Regions from separate parts of the Rattus norvegicus genome. Here region 2 is linked to region 1. Evidence: chromatin contacts called from public Hi-C data. All regions are on one chromosome and are shown on one strand. The core of a region is the stretch at or near the end of the contact, and the rest is flanking DNA. Distances in the headings are between cores, read along the strand shown. Region 1 holds the start of Abl1 (ABL proto-oncogene 1, non-receptor tyrosine kinase). Region 2 holds the start of Fibcd1 (fibrinogen C domain containing 1).

What was found. A called contact is a pair of places that touch in the nucleus more often than the background predicts.
Region 2: a Hi-C map of kidney shows a contact between it and region 1, with 4 times the contacts expected there. The contact joins the promoter of Fibcd1 here to the promoter of Abl1 in region 1. A contact is called at or near these places in 4 of 12 Hi-C or Micro-C datasets (hepatocytes, kidney, liver and 1 more).

Annotation. Positions count from the first base shown.
Region 1 is chr3:35,375,857-35,379,851 of GRCr8, reverse strand. Abl1 (ABL proto-oncogene 1, non-receptor tyrosine kinase) reads right to left here and starts at 2,265. Exons shown (of 11, transcript NM_001100850.1): 1 at 872-2,265. The coding sequence starts at 1,007.
Region 2 is chr3:35,522,200-35,526,194 of GRCr8, reverse strand. Fibcd1 (fibrinogen C domain containing 1) reads left to right here and starts at 2,053. Exons shown (of 7, transcript NM_001107829.2): 1 at 2,053-2,283. The coding sequence starts at 2,212. LOC120101519 (a long non-coding RNA gene) reads right to left here and starts at 1,984. Exons shown (of 2, transcript XR_010064751.1): 1 at 172-1,984.

The DNA of each region.
Region 1 (3,995 bases), core at 1,016-3,515:
TATAAGCTCACCCAAAAGCAGCCACAGTTTATAGCAACCACTTGATGTTAAATACTTATGACTGAATTTGAAAGCAGACAAGACCCTTGCATAAGCTCTATTTGCTTATGTATGGTTACTGTGCTCAACTGCTATTTAAATATTAAGTTTGAGAAACATCAGTACAACCAGGACCCAAGCTAACTGGCTCCTGGCTGGTGTCTGCTACATTAGTCTAACCAGCCTTTAACTGTTAGTCAACAACACAACTAGTGCTGTCGGCATTATGAACCAAATAGGTTCATAAGAAACAGCAAAGACAACTAGAGAAGGAGAAGAGGTGATGAGCGCCATCGGCAAGGATGGGGCTGTACCTTAGAGAAAGCAACGCAGCGGGTATCGGTTCAGGAGGCACACTGCTTTTTTTTCCCCACACTCCACTTTTCCCACTTAGCTCCAAAGAGTTTCAAGTGCAGCTCATTATTGAGAAGGTCAAAAGACAGCATGTCGACTAGGTTCTGCCCTTAACCTTTGTGTGCACAAACCGCTTTGAAGATATGATCCAAGCGTTCCATAGACAAAGCCATAAAAGACATCCGTGCACAGGCTGTAGAATCCCAGCCTAAAGTGGGAGCAGACAGGAAGCTGTGGATGCTGCAGAGTCACTTAAATCAACCCCTCCCCCACGAAATGCTGCCCCCCACCCAAAACAGTTAGAGGGCTTGTCCTGTGTCTACAGTGAACCAGAAGTGGACTCAGGCAAGAGCCAGCAACTCAAGCAGACTGAATGAACCCACAATTTTCTTATACAAGGAACTGACACAAGTTTTGTTACAGAAACTTCTTTGATGCTTAAGGAAAAACAATGATCTGAAACCTGGAAAGCACTCACCATGTTCCACAAAGACATTGCAGTGTGGGCCCCCATGTCTCGATGAGTCCCTCTTCCCTGCCCCTTTGATAAAATGTAGGGCGGGCAAACTAGGCCTTCTTTGGTCCCCAAGTACTTTTCCAGGCTGCTGCCCCATAAAGCAATGACAGGCGCCCCTTTCCAGAAGAGGGTTCAAGATCTTCCAGAATGGTCCGTGGGGGTTAGCAGGCAACAGTATATACCCAGAAGTTCACACCACCGACCTGGGTCAGTAACTTGGGTCAATCACAGACAGACAACTTCCAGGAGCAAAGGAAGCTGGTTTTGAGGTTCACACATGTAAACAGGAATCCGGAATTCTTTTCCAAGGTAATTAGTTTGAAGTCATGTAACCACAATGCTACCCAAAGTTTCTTGAATCTAAGTCTATGTTGCAGGCTGAGGAACCCTTTCTTTGCAAGAGTAAAACTATAGATAAAAATAATCACAGAGAAGTCAAAAAAGTGCCAGCAGTACCGAAAGTCATTTCAACTCCCTAGCGCGATGGAAACATTGAGCTTCTTTTATATTCTCTGCAATCTTTCCTTTGGAAGTCAACCAATCCCCTATCTTTGTCTCTCCATCTTGTAACAAATTTCCTGCCGCCCTCACTTCCCTGCCCTGGTCTCCGGAAAATGACACGGGTCACACAGATCTCAACGAGAGCTTGCTCTCCACTCTGCCGAGAAGGAATGCATGACCAGCAACTTTTAAGTCCGCTTTTTAAAAGGCCTGTGAAACCAATCCAGACTTTTCCTTTGCATTAAAGTTTTGGGCTGCACTGAGACCAATGGGGCTGTAGGTGACATTGGAAGAAGTCAGGACATCGGAGACCCGGCGGATGCAATCTGGGAGGACCCCCGGAGATCTCTTGACAGCAAGGAGATGATTTGAATAAGGGGCTCCGTGGCCAAACTTGGGTTGAAATCGAGAGAAGAGCGACCTGGGGGTGAGAAAGAGACTTCCCCAGACAGGGCGCGGGCGGCTTACTCTGGGGCGACGCTTCTTCTCAGGAAACAGGGTGTCCCAGGTAGGGAGAAACTGAGACCACTCTGGTGTTCCAGAGCCAGAGCAGGGCTATGAGGGACGATGGACTCCCGCGGTCCCGAACCAGGAGTCAGTCACAGGGGAGGAGGCCCCGCGCCTCAGCTGCCCCGAGCGGAGGGGTCTCTACCCTAGAGACCCCTCCCCCGGCCCCAGACTCTGCAGCCGCCGCCGAGCAGTCGCATGCCCCGCTCTGCCGAAGAACCCGGCTTCTCCAGCCAGTGGTGGTGTGTGCCGCGGAAGGGTTCCTCAGCCGCAGGACCCGACACCCGGTTCCAGCTCCGGCGCCTCTCAGGGATAGACACCAACCCCCGAGGCCGCCATGATGGATTACGAGCCGCGCCACAACGAGGCCAGGCCCCGCCCCCGGTCCCGCCCCCAGCGACGCCGGAATCTCCCGAGCGAAGTCCAATAGGCCACCGGTGCCGCTCTCCTACACGCTGCCGCACCTTCGGGTTTCCAGCCTCACTGCCTGCGACAGCCCGGCTCCTCACGACCTTTTAAAGGTAGCTTTTCAGAGCTCAAGGTGAGCGATGAGGAAGCGCCCGCCCCACCTGCTTTATCATTGGTCTTCGATAACCAGTGTGTCCCTCACCACCGTCCAATTGGCCAGTGAGCGCGAGAGCCCACAGCTAGCTGCGAGCGGTGCTGCCAGGAGGAATACTGGGACTTGTAGTCCCGGCGCCCATAGGCTGCTCTCGGAGGCCCAAGCCTCCAGCTCCCATAGCTACAGAGAGCCGGCCCCGCCTCCTGGAAGCCGGTGGACTCCGGTCAGCGCACTTCTTCACCGCTTTAGTAAGATCGCAGGAGATTCAGAGATAGGGGAAAACTACGGATTGGAGTTTTCCAGAACCGGAGTTAGATTCCTTCTTTGAGCCTCGCTGGGGAGAAACTTTGGCTCCTAGAAATTAAGATGACCGGTGCGTTGCATCCTCATCACTTGGGAAAGGCCCAAATATGGGAACCTGGGAAGAAGTATTGAGAAAGCAAGCATCCTTTGGGATAGGAGGTTGAAGAAACAGCGTCAGTTCAGAGTATGCCAGGCGAGATCCTGCTTTCGTGTATGCTTGCACTAGTATGAATCCTTTCACAGGTGAGACACATGTCCTCCTAAAAGTCGAAGTTAGGCGAAATTTGTCGAGGTTATTAGACCTCAAAAGTCTGAGAAACTATCCCACACCTGTGAAAGTTCATCCTCTGGTCTCCTAGTCTTCATTGTCCCTATTACCGGGACCCATTTCTAAAGGGACCCACTCATCACAGCACTCACACTGCCTGCACTTTTACATAAAATGCTTTATCGCTTTATCGTATGCAGTGCTGTTCCCATAGCACAGATGGAAAAGCATTCATAGCTATGGTTGAAGTGTCATTTAAGAGTCGCTACTACTTGCTCAAAAACATGGCTTTTCTACTGAAGCATTCAGTTCCAAATAACTGTTAAACAAAGAAAGAAAATGGCATTCCGATTATTAAAGAACAGTCACCTGGCTGGGTGATAGTGGCCCACGCCTTTAATGCCAGCACTTGGGAGGCAGAGGCAGATGGAGTTCAAGGCCAGCCTGGTCTACAGAGTGAGTTCCAGGACAGCCTGGGCAACACAGAGAGATCCTGTATTGAAACAAAACAAAACAAACAAACAAAGAAAACAGAAACAAAAAGTCACTTGAAATACTGTGAAGCAACTGAAAATTTGTGCCCAGATTCAGAACTGGAACTTAAATTCACTCACAGAATAATCTGGTTGTCATGTTATTTGAATTGCAGTTTGGCTGTCCAGCTTTCTCTTAACTTGTACCACCAGTCTTCAAATGGGTGCCCCTGTTCCCCTCTGATTATTTATCCGTGCTTTTTTATTTGAAGAGTCTATTTTTTTAAAGATCTATTTACTATATATAAGTACATTGCAGCTGTCTTCAGACACACCAGAAGAGAGCATCAGATCCCATTACAGATGGTTGTGAACCACCATGTGGTTGCTGGGAATTGAACTCAGGACCTCTGGAAGAGCAGTCAGTGCTCTTAACCACTGAGCCATCTCTCCAGCCCCTGAAGAGTCTAT
Region 2 (3,995 bases), core at 804-3,303, 150 kb before region 1:
CCTAGTGGGACCTGAGCACAGCAGGTGCAGAGTGGTCACAGGGCGAGGCCCACAGCTCGCCACGCCCATCTCCACCCCAGCAGGCAGGAGAATTGGTGACTCTTGCTGAGTTGGTGACAGGTCCAAGCAGCAAACACTTCCTGGAAAAACCGCTAGGTGGCCCCCGCTTACCTGTCCTTCCACAGGTTCAGCAGCGGCCGTCCTGAAGGCTCCCATGCACACCTGCTGGACGAATTCACTGTGTCTCCCACTCAGCGCTTGGCCTCCCTTGTCTTAACGTCAAAGTGATGTCTCCTGAACCAAGTATCCATGTCCTAAAGAGGCTGACTGACCGCTCTCTGTGTACACCCTGGGACCTTTGGATCCCTTACCCCGTTTAGGACTGCCCAGAGAGATTTTTAGTGCACACCTTGCCTGGCGTCAAAATTCTCTCCCAGCACTGTGGAATCAGACTTGGGATTCCTAAGACCTACTTCTTGTGAGGGGCCCTGGGAAATCCTTTTTCTCGTCCATCCTTGCTTGCCCAATGAGGAAACAGGCTCTGAGAGAGTATGAAGCCTGTCTGAGGTTCCAGCAGGGAAGTTTGAACCCTAACCCCTCAGATGCTTATGGAAGGTGCCTGCTTCTGAATCCCAGAAGAGAGAGCCCTTCAGATTGAGGTGCTGTTAACCCTTTGGATACAAGGGGAACCTATGTCAAGAGAGGTTTAGTGGCCAGTAATCACAGTTTCCCGCTTAGGCCTGAAGGATCTCTGGGTCACCTACAACCCTTTTAAGTGATGAGGAGTTGCGGGGTGGGGGGTGTTTCAGGTTGACACAGGTACATCCTCAAGGAACTGGCTTCTGACCCCAGCCTTAGGTTACTGGGCAGTAACTCTGGCAGCTTGCTGGTGGGAAACCGGGCTGGGACTGCAGGAGACGACAGCCACCGGTAACTCTGGAAGTTCGTAGACTGTAGGACCGAGTTTCTGGCTGGTGACAGTCTGGGAGGGCATGTGGCCACGGTGCCTAGCTCCAGCTGCGATCCTAGGGACCACTCTGCCTGTGTTAGGCTCGGGCCCCACCCTCACAAGGTCTACCCCACGTCTGCCAGGCACCTAGAGGGACGAGAAGAGGGATGAAGACGAAGATGGGGCGACAGACTGGAAACCGGTGGGAGAGAGACGACGCCGGTGCCAGGGAACAGCAAGGCGGCCAGAGCGCCCTGGAGCCGGAAAACAGCTTTAAGAAGTAGCGGGGGGCCCAGGCGTCTCTGCGGAGCTGGGGGAAGGGCGGCCGGCGGGGCGCGGCGTGGGGCGCGTGGGAGCCACACGGTCGGAGTCACAACAGCAGCTCGTTAACCGCGCAGATTAAGGACTTTGTCAATTACCTCCGAAGGCTGCTCGGGCGGATTAAACGCTTTAAAAAGTGTTGCTGGTGGGAGGGACGACTGAGAAGCCCCCACTGGTGGCTCACATCCCTCCTCCAGCGGTTGGGATAGCTCCAGGACGGCTTTGGAGGGGTTGGCGGGGACTCCGGGTGGGCAGATGCCTTGGGGGCGTGCAGCAGCCCTGCTGCGGAGTGGGGGACTCCAGCACCAGGCCCCAGGGCTGGAGATTAGCCGGCCACGTGCATACTTGCCCAGGACCTGGAACCCCGGAGCCCCGCAAGGGACAACCGGTCTCCGCTTAGCCCCTTCCTTAGGGGTGATCTCTACACCTGGGACTTAGAGGAGTCCTGCCCTAGAGGAAGTTTGCGCGGGGCACCGCAGGGTGCGAAGGTTCCTCGGGGAGCCGTTGGCTGCCGTCACGCCCGCTGCTGCTGGCTAGTCCCCTCTCTCAACCCCTAGCGACCCGGCTGGAGCGGGAGTCACTCTTAGAGCCCTTGGGGGAGGAGGGGAGCGCGTGCCCGGGAAGCTGCGGGGAGCAATAAAAGGCCCTGAGAGTCCGAGACGAAGACGCGGAGACTAAGCCGGGAGGAAGAGGGCGGAGCGCGCGGGAGGCGCGGGAGCGGGACGCGGGGACGGCGCGGCGCGGGCGGCTCTCGGAGGCTCGCGCCCGCGCTCCCAGCAATCACACGCGCTCACACGCAGCCTAGCTTGCGGCCGCCGCTCCCGGGCCACCCCGGATCCCCGGCACCGAGGGGACCTCCTGCAAGTGCAACGCATCCTGTGCACCCCTCGCCTCCTTTGCGCTCGCCCTCGCCCCGCACCCCTTGCGGGTCCTGCAGGAAGATGGTCCACGAGCGGTGGAAGACCGTGGGCGGCGCGTCCCAACTTGAGGACCGACCGCGCGACAAACCGCAGGTACCCACGGGCGCGGGGACCGGTGTGGGGGCTGGAGTTTGGGGAGCTTGAGCAGAGATTAGGGGGAGTACCTGCTCTTCTCCTCCCCTCAGCGGAGACTTGAACTCTAGGCTCCCTGCAGAAGGCACCGGCTTCAGCCAGTCCCCACCCCCATCGGAGACCCCGGTGCTTGCTCGTGCAGTGAGGAGAGAGGACCTATAGTTGGTTGTGGATCAGCCCTTCAGTTGGGGACAGCCGACAGATGACCGGCGCGCAGAGTCCCATTCACCCACAGCCTCAGTGGGGGTCCTCCTCACTAGCAATTCCTTAACCTATGCCAGGCGCCCCACTCATCTTTCCAGGCTTCAAGAGCAGGACCCCCCCCCAGGTCCTCCCTCTTTACCCAGGCGCCCAGATTCAATTGGGGAACAGTAAATATTAATCTCCCATAAGAAGCCTAGGCACTATGATTCTCTGACTTTTAAGACCAGGAGAACAAGACTCAGAGAGGTCCCGCTGCAGCCCGAGGCCACGCAGCCCTATAGGGATTTGAACCTAGGTCTGGCTGATCTCTTTACCTACTGCCTCTGCAGGGACAGTGAAGTGTCCCGGCTTGGAGGGTGCCCAGGGCTGTGCAGTGCACCAACTGGGACAGAGCAGGGAGGGGCTGCTGACGTACTGGGCATCCAGCTTCTGAGGCAGAGGGGTGGCCGCAGGACTGCCCCAGGCTGAGCCATCAAGGGACTGGGATAGACAGGCATAGTGAAGAGGCCATTCGCCAAGGAGAGCAGATAATGGGGCTGCCCGTTTTAAATTTTAAATTTCTCCCAGACAGATGTCACTGGGGAAGGAACAGTGAGAGTTTGCAACCAGAGAAGGAGGAGGAGGTGGCAGGGGCGGGCGTGGCCACCCCTCACTATTCAAAGCTGCAACCTGCCTGTCTTTCAGAGTAACACTGGTCTGGCAAGGGGACCAGCTAGCTGCAGTTTGCAAAGCTAGCTCTTCCCAAGTACACATTTCCCACGTCGCAGATAAGGATCAGGGAGGTTGGACATGCCCAAGACACACAGCATGTGAGCCAGAGAGCTAGGACTCTACCTTTCAAACCGCAGACTGGTTCTATTGCTTCCCTGGGTGGTCTGTCCCCCTTCTTAACTGTTCCTGTCTTCACTGTGTCCCCAGGTGGCAGGGCCCGTTCTGCTGAGATCTTAAAGGAGCAGTGGAAACTTCAAGGCTGGTCCCCAAGGCTGCCCCAGCCTGGTTCGGTCTTTCCTCCTTTTGGTACCTTATGGGTCTCACTGATTGTTATTTCCCTCCCTGGGCCCAATCCCACCTCAAGACCTTTGCTCTCTCATTTGATTGACACCACCAGGCTCCCAAATGCTGCATACCCAGGGACACCCTACCTGTCCTACACAGTGTGGGAAAGAGGCTGCCTCCTCTTGGAGGCCTCCCTGATTGCCTGGGGTGGGGCTCTTGGTCCAGACGGTTTCACTATTTTTTAAAGTATGCCCCTGGCTCTAGATCCCTTCTCCCTTTGGAGCTCCCTGGAGCCACAAGTGTCCCCATTGCCCACTACCAAGGCTGTTGCCTTTCCCGGAAGCCCAGCTGAGGTAAGGGCCATTGCTGAGGTCAGAAGCTTGAAATCTGCCAGGAGGAACATGGAAAAGGAGGGGTGGGGTTTCTGGGGAGTCTGCTAGAAATGGGGCTTCAAGGTGCCCTGGCCAGGTGTG